Linked DNA regions of Sus scrofa: all the other regions are linked to region 3. The links are chromatin contacts, called in public Hi-C maps. All regions are on one chromosome and are shown on one strand. The core of a region is the stretch at or near the end of the contact, and the rest is flanking DNA. Distances in the headings are between cores, read along the strand shown.

Evidence for each region. A called contact is a pair of places that touch in the nucleus more often than the background predicts.
Region 1: a Hi-C map of retroperitoneal adipose tissue shows a contact between it and region 3, with 2.4 times the contacts expected there. The contact joins two enhancer-like sites. A contact is called at or near these places in 18 of 47 Hi-C or Micro-C datasets (alveolar macrophages, blood, brain and 11 more) and 2 of 2 datasets of contacts at active chromatin or transcription factors (alveolar macrophages and skeletal muscle).
Region 2: a Hi-C map of retroperitoneal adipose tissue shows a contact between it and region 3, with 1.7 times the contacts expected there. The contact joins two enhancer-like sites. A contact is called at or near these places in 5 of 47 Hi-C or Micro-C datasets (blood, fetal heart ventricle, heart right ventricle and 2 more) and 1 of 2 datasets of contacts at active chromatin or transcription factors (alveolar macrophages).

What each region holds. Positions count from the first base shown.
Region 1 is chr1:29,151,216-29,155,347 of Sscrofa11.1, forward strand. No RefSeq gene overlaps it. Among named protein-coding and RNA genes, the nearest start is that of ALDH8A1, 93 kb to the left of the region's middle. Within about 2 kb of position 2,331, at least 18 of the 83 cell types and tissues checked have an H3K27ac peak or open chromatin away from gene starts, as enhancers often do. A contact at or near this core is called in alveolar macrophages and retroperitoneal adipose tissue, where this site is marked.
Region 2 is chr1:29,099,416-29,103,525 of Sscrofa11.1, forward strand. No RefSeq gene overlaps it. Among named protein-coding and RNA genes, the nearest start is that of ALDH8A1, 41 kb to the left of the region's middle. Within about 2 kb of position 2,201, at least 29 of the 83 cell types and tissues checked have an H3K27ac peak or open chromatin away from gene starts, as enhancers often do. A contact at or near this core is called in alveolar macrophages and retroperitoneal adipose tissue, where this site is marked.
Region 3 is chr1:29,291,768-29,295,904 of Sscrofa11.1, forward strand. No RefSeq gene overlaps it. Among named protein-coding and RNA genes, the nearest start is that of ALDH8A1, 230 kb to the left of the region's middle. Within about 2 kb of position 2,379, at least 6 of the 83 cell types and tissues checked have an H3K27ac peak or open chromatin away from gene starts, as enhancers often do. A contact at or near this core is called in alveolar macrophages and retroperitoneal adipose tissue, where this site is marked.

The sequences.
Region 1 (4,132 bases), core at 1,081-3,580, 140 kb before region 3:
CTTGTAATAGAGCACTCGTCATATAAGAAAATTGTTTGTTGATGTATTTTGTTTTCTAACTCCAAAATTAGGATCCTAAGGGCAGGGGAACTAAGAGATTAGTAAATGGTTGAGAACACCAATGATGAGTGAATAGATGTACCTGTCTGAAATTAGCTCACATGCTTGTTCACAGAACTGTCTTGGGAAACACCCAGAATTATTTCAAAGGCAACAAAAGTGTCCTGGTTTGTTGGTAGGTGGGGAAATACAAGGGTTATATCAGCAAGGCTGAATGAAAAGCGTAGTCTGGATCTTCACAAGAAAGCATATTTCTTTGATTAAACACATCAATTGGCAAAAGCCCCCAATCATGGTTAAGAGTGTTATTTTGCTGAAAACTCAAATCAAGAAACACTCAAAGGAAAACAGCCATGATGGGTATCGTCCTTGAGGTGGATTTTTTTTTTTTTTCTTTTTGATTTTTAGGGCCGTACCCTTGGCATTTGGAAGTTCCCAGACTAGGGGTCGAGTCAGAGTTGCAGCCTATGCCCCAGCCACAGCAACATGGGATCCTTAACCCACTGAGCAAGGCCATGGATCAAACCCACATCCTTATGGGTACTAGTCAGGTTCATTACCACTGAGCCACAACAGGAACTCCAGTGGTGGATGATTCTTGATGGCTGTGTTGAAATTTTGGCTTAAGAGGAGAAAAATGCTAGTGGGCAAAGGAGTTAGGGGAGAGAGTTCCACGGGGAAATGCTGGGTTTTGGAAAACTCAGAGAAGAAAAGGATCCAGAGATATAGTCTTGGGAGATCTGGAACAGCAGAGATGGGCAAGTGGGACGTTTTTCATCCCCTTGGATGAGCTGAAGCACAGCTCCCCTAGAAAATTCTGATAAATTGCCACTAGATGACGCTGTTTCCTCATTAGGCAGATAGGATGTCACCAGGGTGGCCCCACTCCACAGAGGCAGGAGTGTCAGCCTCAGGGCCTAGGATCTGCTTCCAGCTCTGCTCTCTGCAGAACGAGGCCTGGAAGGAACGGACCTCTGAGGCTGGAGGGATCTTTCATTTGTAAAACAAACCAACAAACAAAATCCTGGACTGGGTCATTTCTAAGGTCTCTCCAATTACTTTTTAAATTTCTTTTTTTTTTTTTTAATTCAAACCTCAGTGACGCCTTTTATGTGAATAAACACTTTGTACAAACATATCAATTTTTATTTAACAAAATCTCATTTAGATACATAAACTCTGTACACCATGGCACACCTGTGTGGACTGGTATCCCTTCTGGGCCTAAACATTTCTCACGTTAAATCTTATTTCTGCCCTCAAAGAACTGTGGAGCTAGAAAGAATCTTAGAGGGTGCGCGTTTCTGTCCTTTAGTTTTCATATCTAATATCTAAGCATAAGCTTCTCTGGGGGGGCGGGGTAGAATCATATCTTGCCCATCGCCACCCCCTTTTAGGGGCCATAGTTCCGCAACTACGACTTGTGCTCCAGGGCTGTTCTGCCTTGCATTCTCTTATGCAGGCTATTTGATATCACATGTAGGTTTTGAAGCTCTATCAAAACGTACTTGACCACTGAATAAAATGAATGGCATGGAACACCTCTCTACTGGGTTTGAGCTACTTTTCTCGCCTACTCTTGGGACAGGATTCTACAAACAGTGCTTTGCTCTGTGTTTGGCTCAGATGGGTTCAGTTAGGTGGGGCTTAAACTCTAAGGCAAGAATATGGTGCTGGGTTGAATGCTGTAACTGTGTCTATCCCTTCCCCCCAACTCCAGAGGAAGTCCCCAACTCCAGAGGAAGTCCCCCAACTCCAGGTCTCTGCCTCGTGCTTATCCTTCCTGGAGCCCCCGTCATTTTCACGCACAGAAGGGCTGCTTTTCCTGGTGAGTCCTCAAGGTCATTGGTCTGCTGCTTCCTATAGTAATCGTAACAACAATTTATCTCCTGTAAACAAAACAGCATATCCTTAACCTACATACCACGGTTAAAATAGTATCCTAGTAGGACAAGAGTTGCTGACTGTGAAAGAAAATGGGCAAAAATAAGGGAAAAAGAAATAAGGTTTGAAAACTCAGATGTTTTATTCCATGTCTTATAGATGGCAGTGATATCTATTTCTGCCTGAAAAAGAGGATGGACTTCAATTTTGTTCTTCCATTTTCTTTATACAGCTTCATGAAGACAGTTTTTAGTAGGTATTTAAGAAAAAAGGACAAGCATGCAATGACTCCTGAATGTACTGATGACCCCCTAATGATCTCCCAGGGACCCAGAAATTCCTCTCACCAGATCAGTTCAGACCCCGTGTTCACAGTTAACAAGGTTTCATTAGGGCTGAAAAAAAAATTTGCCTTTGCTTCCAAACATGAGCTAAGCTCTGATAGGGCCCCAGCAGGGAACAGATTTCTCTTTTTATCTTTTTGCTTCCCTGGTGTGTAATCTTGTCTTTTGAAATAGTTGCAATCAGAACAAATTACCTAAAGAGTGGGGCAGGAAAAGATTTCACAGTCATTGTGGGTATTTTTTAGTTTTCTTTAACAATTGGTACCTTCCCTTAGTAATTGAAAATGAGCCAAGAAATCTGTGTGTACTTGGCAGTGTTTTTCTAAGTGTGTGGACGAGAGAGGAGGGCTTTTAAGGTGACACAGATTGCTTCAGCCAGGGCTAGGCAGCTCTGGAAAACCAGCCACCTGCCTTGTGTCCTGGTTCTCTGCCTTCACAGGGACCACAGGGAGTTTGGGGGACAGTTACTGCTAAGGTTGGAGGGGAGGCAGAGGTGGAAGGGTTGAGTGGCTAGTCCTTGGCTCATGTTTCAGAAGCAGAGTTTAGTGTGGTTAGTTCATCCCTCGCAATCCTGAAGAGAGGCTAATGAATGGTGTGCCTCTGAATCCACCCTTGATTTTTGGTTGGTGCTCCAGTCCCACTAGGACCTCAGGTCAGTGTCAGGAAGGTGGGCTTATTGCATCTCTGAAATGCAGGGGTTGCTCTGCACTGGCTGGTTCATGCATCACAGCCTGCCCATCCCATGGGTGTTGCAAAAACCTGTGTCTGCTTCCTGAGGTTCAGGGAAATGAAGAACGGGCCTGGGGTCATTAGGACTAAGCAGACATTTGAACCTCCGAGAGGAGGGATTTCAGGGCATGGTGAGTGTTTATGACATTCCTGGGGGAGGCTTGGAGGGGACACCTACCACTTAAGGTGTCATTTCTTGAGCTTCATACTTGAGTTAGAAATGTCGGAAACAGGAGTTCCCATTGTGGCTCAATGGTTAGCAAACCCAACTAGCATCCGTGAGGATGCAGGTTCGATCCCTGGCCTCACTCAGTAGGTTAAGGATCCGGCGTTGCGGTGAGCTGTGGTGGAGGTCGCAGATGTGGCTTGGATCCAGTGTTGCTGTGGCCCTGGCGTAGGCCGGTGACTACAGTTCCCATTGGACCTCTAGCCTGGGAACCTCCATATGCCGTGGCTGGGGCCCTAAAAGACCAAAAATAAAATAAATAAATAAATAAATAAATAAAAATAAATGTCTGAAACAGAAACAGCCAACTCTGAAAGGTCACCTTCTAGACAAAGCGCCGATGCCCAGGCTGCCTGGGCTCCACTCGGAACACTACAAGAAAATGTGTTGAAGCAGGTGTCAAGGAAAGGTCCATGGGAAAGAGGCCATGTTGCTGATGGAAAGTCTGGTGGAGAGCAACTAACATTCCCGTTCACCATACATATTACCATTAGCCGAATGAGCAGAGATTAGACAGGCCCTTATGAGGACCTCGGGTCCTCTGAGCCTTCTGTTATTTAAGACTAAGGTGCTGGTAGAATCAACCATAGCTGCAAAGTCCAGGGAGACTTCAAGGGATGATAAAAGCTCATCTGTGTGTGTGGTAGGAGTTTAAACAAGAAAACCTGGACAGCAACTCAAGAGAGTGGAGACCAGCTCTGTACTTCCTTATAGGTAAGATCATGAGTCCCTTAAGCAAATCAGATCAACTAGTCCCCAGTCAAGGTATGTCTAAGTGGGAATCATCTCTGCAGGGGTATTTAATCCAAAGGAGGCAGAGAGGCAGGGGAAGTGTAGGGTCTGATATGCAACCCCCAGTTTTTCAAAAGCCAAGAGACTCTGTTTCTGC
Region 2 (4,110 bases), core at 951-3,450, 190 kb before region 3:
AGGTCATTGGCCAAGAGACAATCTGGCAGGATGGTGGGGATCCAGCCTCAGGGGAAAGAATGGGTGTTGGGAAGCTTGGGAGGGAGATCCAATGCCTGCACAGACCTCCGAAGGTCCACCTGGGACAGCAGTGAGCTTATGTCATTGGACATGACACTGAAATTAGGCAGCTAGTTCTGCGGATGTTGCTCAAATTGTCACTGCGTGAGAGGGTGAGGATGTATGTTTCCTTCATCTATAATGTACCCAAACTACTATAATGGAAATATATTAAATAATAAACCAATCAGTGAATCCATTCATTATTTATGCAGTGTCTACAATGGGGAACCATGTCTAACAGTTTCTTTTCTCAATTCTTACGAATCTACACGCCTCTGGGGCCTTGACATTGTTATTGCCTCCCTCCGGCTTTGGCTCAGGATCACTTACTTCTCTTTAGAGTAACTTCTTTGGGGGGGGGGTCTCCTTTTTTTCCTTCTTCCTGTATATTGGGCCTCTCTTGGTTAATATTCATAATTATTTCAAATTATTATATATTCTTATTCAGAAAAATATTTCAGAGTCAGATTCCTCTTTTGCTTTTGTGTACCCAGTTGCGATCTTGAAAACCCTTCTTTTTACTTCTGTGTTTTTTACGCATTCAGGACATTTTCACATCTTAGAATCATTTCATCCTGTGTCTGATTGCCAGGTGAGTCATCTTAAATCCCAATTCTTATCATTTTATTTTCCTTCCCAGAAATCCTCAGTGCTTTTCGATTGCCTACAGGAACAAGCCCAAACTCCTTATTTTTGCATTTATGAAATCATCTAATCATGTTTCAACTTCCCTTTCCTGCCTTATCTCACACTATTCTCCTAAAAAGTCTTACTCAGGTTAAGTTGATCTTCCTGGTATTTATCAAATACGCTGCATTTCTTTCTTTCTTTTTTTTCAAATAAAAACTTTTAACATGTTTTTCTACCTCCATTTTTGTGTGTGTGTTTGATTTTTCCATCTTCCTAAATGTTATCCAAATCCTATAATTTTGCCAGATAGAGCTCAAGAAACTCTTCTTCTATTAAACCCTCTCTGGCCTCCTGCCTGAAGCCCTGGTTCTCAAAGCAGTTAGGTCCATTCCAGTCTGGGACATACTTTGTTGATTAGCCTGATTATTTACTCTTTATAATTGCTATTTATGTTTGTATATTTTCATGCCAGTTCTCCACAATGAGAGATCAGGAATGCATCTTGCACTGTATATATCCCTCAATATAAAAAATGCCTTGTGTGTAATAGGACTTGTCAGAAACAGGATTTTCTTCATGTGGCCAAATTCTAGAGCTGAAGCAAGATTTGGAGATCCGACAAGTTTGTTGATGGATATAGTGGAGTCTGAATGAAAGAACACTTTAGATCTTTGAACCTAGCCATATACTCAAAATAAGCGATTTTGACTAAGTGGCTTTTATTAGTACCTATTACTGAGGCTAATTTATAAAGAAAGATATATAGCATGGATGAAGAGTTTGATGCAAAAGTAAGTCTAAAACATCACAAAAATTAACCTATGGAGAAATATTTCCACAGTTTGACGGTCATGTCAAAGTTTAAGGTGCAGCTTCTGATTAAGACTAATGCTCTTGATTCCGTGTTTTGTGACACCCCAGACTGGTGATTTCTCAGAATTTGTACTCACTACATGCAGCACCATGGTATTCCAGAAGGTGGCGCTGCTTTTCTGCAGAAATTTTTCGTGATCCGCTCAACAGCCTCCTCATTTGCATTACTGCTGCAAAGACTTGGCCAGAAAGCAATCTGAATATTTTATATTAGCGGAAATAGGAATTGCTTACATTTATTATATATTCCCCGATAAATGCAGGTTTCAGAAAGTTAGATTTTTTAAAAATGGCTTTCAATTTTTTTTGCATTTCTGACATTGAGAGACCAAGTTCCTCATTATCCCTGAACACTTTCAGATCTTTCAGATATATAATGGGTTGAGGGGACTGAGAGGACTTGAGTAGGCATCTAGGCCACCCTTCCTTTCTTTAGGTGAGGATCATATAGTCCAGATCCCTGACCAGGTCATCCATAAAGTCAAAGGCAGAGCCAGGAGTCAAACTCAGATCCCTTCACCATCCCATCCTATCCCTGCTGTTAGTTGGCATGTATCAGTTAAGCATCAGGTATGCCTCGCTGCTAAGTGTAAGGTGACAAAAGCCAATATCCATCTCATTCTGAGGATCTGCTATGGGGAGTCCTCAAATAGGAGTGTGTGTGTGTGTGTGTGTGTGTGTGTGTGTGTGTGTGTGTGTAGAACAGGGGTTCTGTACAATGATTTGTCTCATTCTTTTTTGCAGCATCTGACCCAGGGTAAGCCCTCAACAAGTATTTTTTGAGTAAATGAAGGATGGAAGGAAATGAAGAAAGGAAGGAAGGAGAGAAGGAGAGGAAAGGGAAGGAAGGGAGGAAAGGAAGAAAAGAGGGGAAAGAAGGATCGGAAAGAGAACAGAAAGCGTGGAGGAGAGGGAGGGAGCCCAGCGACTTGGAGCACCGCTTATCACCAGCAACAGCCAGAAGGTAGGGGCTGGGATGATTCACCCTGGGTCAGAGCGCTCTGAGAAATAGGATGGAGAACACTTTCTGGCCAACTGGGTTATTTTATTAGCTCTTATTTCATCCTATTTTGACTCAGAGTAAATTAAAAGGTGAATTTGGCGGCTTGTAAGTCTCGGGGAGGCTAAGTCTCCACCTGCCTCTGGTGTCGAGTCTGGCGGCGCTGGGAGGACATCCGCCCCCTCTCCCAGCCTCTCCCCCGCCCTTTCTCCCAGCCTCTCCCCCGCCCCCACTGGGTTCCCTCTGCTAACATCCTGGAAACTGCCCATTCATAGGGCAGACGGGACGTGGAAGATTTTGGGAAGAAGTCCATATTCAGAGTCAGAAAAATTCCAGGAAATCCAAACACATGGTTTTATTAGATTCAAGTCTAGAATAAGAATTATCGGTCTCAGTGCAAGCAGAGCAGAGAGGCAACCGCCCGAGACAGGAAGCACCGCCTCGCCTTTGAATACTCAAAGGCGAAGTACTGGCTTTTCTGTCTTGTGATTTATCTAATTCTAGAGGCAAAGCCTAAATGCCCTGAATTTTATTTCTGTGATTTTCCTTAAGATCCAGTCCCTCCATGGGGATTTTTATGTTTTATGCCATGGATCTCGCTTGACCTAATCAGCCATCAAAAATCATCTACCCTATGTCCCACTACTTTTGGGGTTTTTTTGGCTGCACTCTTGTTACTGGAAGTTCTCAGGCCAGGGATGGAACCCTGGCAATGACAATGCCAGATCCTTAACCTGCTGAGCCATCAGGCAACTCCCTATGTCCCATTCTTTCCCTTGCTAATTGACTAAATAATCTGAAGTGATAATTCCTATCTTAGAGACATATTTAATTTTTAAAAATTTTTGTTGAAAGATAGTTATTTACAATGTTGTGTTAATTTTAGGTATACAGTAAAGTGATTCAGTTATACATGCACACACACATATATTTTTTTCATATTTTCTGTTATAGATTATTACAAGATATTGACTATAGTTCCCTGTGCTATACAGTAGGTCTTTATTTATGTTTTATATATAGTTCTGTATATGTGTTTATCCCACACTTCTCATTTATTCCAACCCCTCTTTTGCCTTTGGTAACCATAAGATTGTTTTCTATATCTGTGAGTCTATTTCTGTTTTGTAAATAAGTTCATTTGTATCATTTTTTTAGATTACATTAGAAGTGATATTGTATGATATTTGTCTTTCTCTGTCTTACTTCACTTAGTATGACAATCTCTAAGTCCATCTATGTTGCTACAAAAATTATTTTTTATGTCTGAGTAGTATTCCACTGTACATATGTACCACATCTTCTTTAACCATTCATCTATAAGATGGACATTTAGGTAGCTTCAATGTCTTGGCAACTGTAAATGGTGCTGCAGTGAACACTGGGATGCATATATCTTTTTGAATTATAGTTTTCTCAGGATATATGCTCAGGAGTGGGATTGTGGGATCATGTGGTAACTCTATTTTTAGTTTTCCTAAGGAAGCTCCTAACCATTCTCCATA
Region 3 (4,137 bases), core at 1,129-3,628:
TGCTGTGGCTGTGGCATAGACTGGAAGCGGTAGCTCCGATTCAGACTCTAGCCTGGGAACTTTCATATGCTGTGGGTGCAGCCCTAAAAAGAAAAAAAAAAAAAAGGTGAACTTAATTTAAATAATATTTTAATTTAACTCAGTATGTCTAACATATAATAACAACATACAATACGTATATAAGATTAATGAGATAGTTTACATTCTTTTTTGTTCTACTAGGTCTTTGAAATCTGGCATATTTCTTGAAGATATCTCGATTTAGACGAGCCACATTGTGACTGGGGCTACTGCCCTGGACCCCACAGACCTAAAATAGCACCTCACCTCCAGCAACTCTCTACCACATTACCCTGATTTATCATTTCTGGAACACTTATCAGTATTTGAAATCATCCTGTTGGTTTATTTACTTGTATATTATCTATCTTTCCATCCCTTTCGAGCCTCCTGCCCTGAAAAGGAAAGTCTAGGAGTTCCCTGGTATGGCATGGATTCGATCCCTGGTTTGGGAACTTCCACATGTTGTCAGTGTGGCAAAAAAAAAAAAAAAAAAAAAAAAAAAGAGAGAGAGAGAGAGAAAAGTCTAAAGAACTAGGAGTTTCTTTTTATTCTTTTCTGTATCCATAGGGCTTAGTATCTTGCCAGTTTTCAGCAAACATTTATTGAAAGTTAAATGAATAAGAAGCTGATGTGCTGTTAAACAATGAGTCTGCATGGTTTTTGCTTTTTGAGTCTTCCCTCTGTTGTGCTAGGTTTCTGACTAGTGGAAATATCATAACCACACATTCCCCTTCTTCACCCATGTCCTGTTACAACTGTCCTGTGCTATTTGTATCCTACCAATTTTCTGCTATGGGGCTGTTTCGTTCAGAGAAAGCACTTTCTAGCCCCCTTTAAAGCAGCTCTCAAATTAGCATTCAACTCACACTAAACAGGAGGAAAAGAGAAGACAAACATTTGGACTTTGTCTTCTCCCCCCTACTAACCATTATAAATTATCTCGAAGGTACTCAGGCTGTAACTTGTATTTATTATACTTTTAGTCAATGGGAGGAAACCCAGAATCTGGGATCAGCTATACACCTTGGGGAACTGCCCTAAAGCAAAGTCCTTGAGGTTTCTTTCTACTGCTGCTCTAGAGGTGACCAGTCTTACCTGCAAGACAGTGGTCAAGGGCTCCGGATTTGCCTGTGCCCATTTCCTCTATCTGCCAAAAGAAAGTTACATTCATTGCTTATTTCTAGAGTAAGACTATAGAGAAAATAACCAGAAGGTTTCTTCATGCCCAGTAATGAAAAGCTTTGTTGCTGGTCATACGAAGCAAAGAGCACTGACGTGGTATCCAGGATTCTGATCCTATATGCATGTATCACAAGAAAAACTCTTAGAGTCTTGGAGGGTGGGTCTGCACAGCAAGCAGATGGTAAAATGGAAGTGGGGTTTGAGTAGAATTCATATCCTTTCTGCAGTGAGAGAAGTTTGTAGAAAGAGAAAAGTTTCTGCAAGCTTGTTTTGATGCTTGATTACATTAGCGTGCAACTACTCCTGGGTAAAACAGAATGAAGGGAAAGTTGACTCAATTCAGACCACCCTCTCCATAACTTCTCTGTCCTTCCCTGGGTAACTGAAATTGTGCTCCATAATAAACCTGACTATGATTTATTCACAAAACCTAAAGAAGTACTGTCAAATTTGAGAATGTTGAGTTCTCAATCCAAAATTCATTAAAAAATATATTATGCACCTAAGATGCGTAAAAAAAAAAAAAAACTGAAAGGCAAATGTAAGACCCTCGGAGACTTCCATTTTAGCAGATGACCCATTCGTTAAACAACAATTTTTATGATTAATTATTCAATTACAATTGTAATGAGTGCCTCGAAAGGCAAGACCCAGGTGGTGTGAGAAGACTTAAGAGCATCCTGATTTTCAGTCTTTTTCACCCAAATGTCCTGTCAGATAAGTCTGGAAAGGAGGGTAGGTTTAGTGGGTGAAGGGGGATAGGGAGATTTTTAGGTTGAGGGAGCAGCAGGTGTCAATGTGCTGAAGTAGGTGGGATCTGGCTTAGTCAACAGAAGAAGCAATGGCCAGAGTTTCTGGCCCCAGAGGGTTCCCCAATGAAGAGGCCAAGAGAGCAATAAGACCTAGAGCCCAGAGTCGCTGCTGTTCTCCCATCAGGGCTGACTATACTGGCTGAGTCTTCCTCCCCATTAATTTACCTAATACTGAGGTTTTTAGCACTACCTCATATGTGAAGCCCTCAAAGGGTGTGGCTTTCCCAGTTGCCACCAGCAGATGTGCAAACCCCTCTACTCTGTCTTGAAGATCCCTGCACTGTCATCTGCTGCAGTAGCAGACCAGGAGCACCAGGGGGCAGAAGACATTTTCCTCTGTGTACTTTGGTAGACCACAACATGGCGAAAAGGTACCCTAATTTCCACCTAAAGTGTTGCATAAAGAATTAGTAAATGCAGCTACTACCAGGGTCTGAGTCCACTGCTCTCCAATCTTGGCTGAGCACTACAAAAACAAACAAGCAAAATTATTAGTAGATTTACTGAGGGTGATTAAATTTACTCAGAATTAAACCAGGAAGCTTAACTAACATGTCTTAACGAAGCTGTGACAGTCATATAACGATGGTGAAACAAACAAATAAACAAGGGCCATTATGGGGAATTCTCAAAACCTGGTACCTGGAAGCAAAAAAGGTCAGTTTTCAGTTCTTTTTCATGACTGCTTCTACATCGGAATGAGGGTTGGGAGCAGACCTTAAGAGAGGTGCAAAAGGCTTTAACTATGCAATTGGATAGGCCAAGAAATGCAATTCCAGAGGTGAGATATATATATATATATATATTGCTTTTTAGGGCTGTACCTGCAGCATATGGAAGTTCCCAGGCTAGGAGTCAAATCAGAGCCACAGCTGCTGGCCTATGCTACAGCCACAGCAACACCAGATCCAAGCCACGTCTGTGACCTACACCACAGGTCAGGGCAACGCCAGATCCTTAACCGGCTGAGTGAGGCCAGGGATCGAACCCGCAACCTTATGGTTACTAGTTGGATTCGTTTCCACTGTGCCAGAATGGGAACTCCAGAGTTGATATATTATTAATAAGAAGATAGTGCACCTTCCGCTTGAATGATGTCTTTCACCAGGTTTATGCTAAACTCCTGGTAGCCATGTTTCCAATAACGATACCTCTGGGGAAAAGAGAAAAACAGACAAGACAACGCATGACTACAAATTGGTCATGGACTGGGTAGCCTGAATTTCACACTGATCACATCTTCCTGATTGCTGCCGATGGACATCTCATGCCAGCCACGAATCGAACCAAATAATTAGCAGATGTCACCAACGCCAAACTGATGTTTAAAAATGGAACAAGTGAATCATCGAAATATTTAGGAAGGGAAGCCTGTGCCAACCATTCCGTCATCAAAAGGCTTGTATGGACAATGTGGTCTCTGTATAATCAAGAGCATTTCCTCAGTGTGACCATGGAAAAGAAAATGGAAGCCTATAGTGCGAGTGTAACTATAAACACTGCGTTATAAATACCACGTTAGGGAGATATTTTTAGAAATCTCAAAACAATATTTAAGACTAATTACTAGGGCAATGCCTCTCTGTTAGTATTATCATTGTCAGTTATTCAAAAGCAAGTGGCTACGTAAGGTATGGTCTCTTGTCTCTGGAAGCACATATTTGGTAGTAGAGTACTAATATGCATGGATGTGAGAGACAAACAACGAATATGCTTATACATGAAAGTAATATAGAAAAGCCTTACATAGGCACGATAAAAATTGGAAGAGATGGTGTGATTTAGGGAAAGTGAATAGGCAGGCTTTGTACATGACAGACACTGTACTGGGCACTTGTTAAGCATTAGTGTACATATACTTCAAGGCAACCTGAAGAGTTGGGCTTACTATTATCTCCATCTTCTAAGAGACCTGGGGGAGGGGATTCCTTTGCTTCACAAGTAGCAGGGTCAGATGTGGAAGCAGTCTGTTGCCTCTGTAGTGAATCTTTGTTGATGGATGACCCAGCACCGCCCCCCTCTTCAGCATCTCTGTTTCCTTTGGGGGATTTGCTTCTCCCTCATGGCAGGTAGTCTCAGA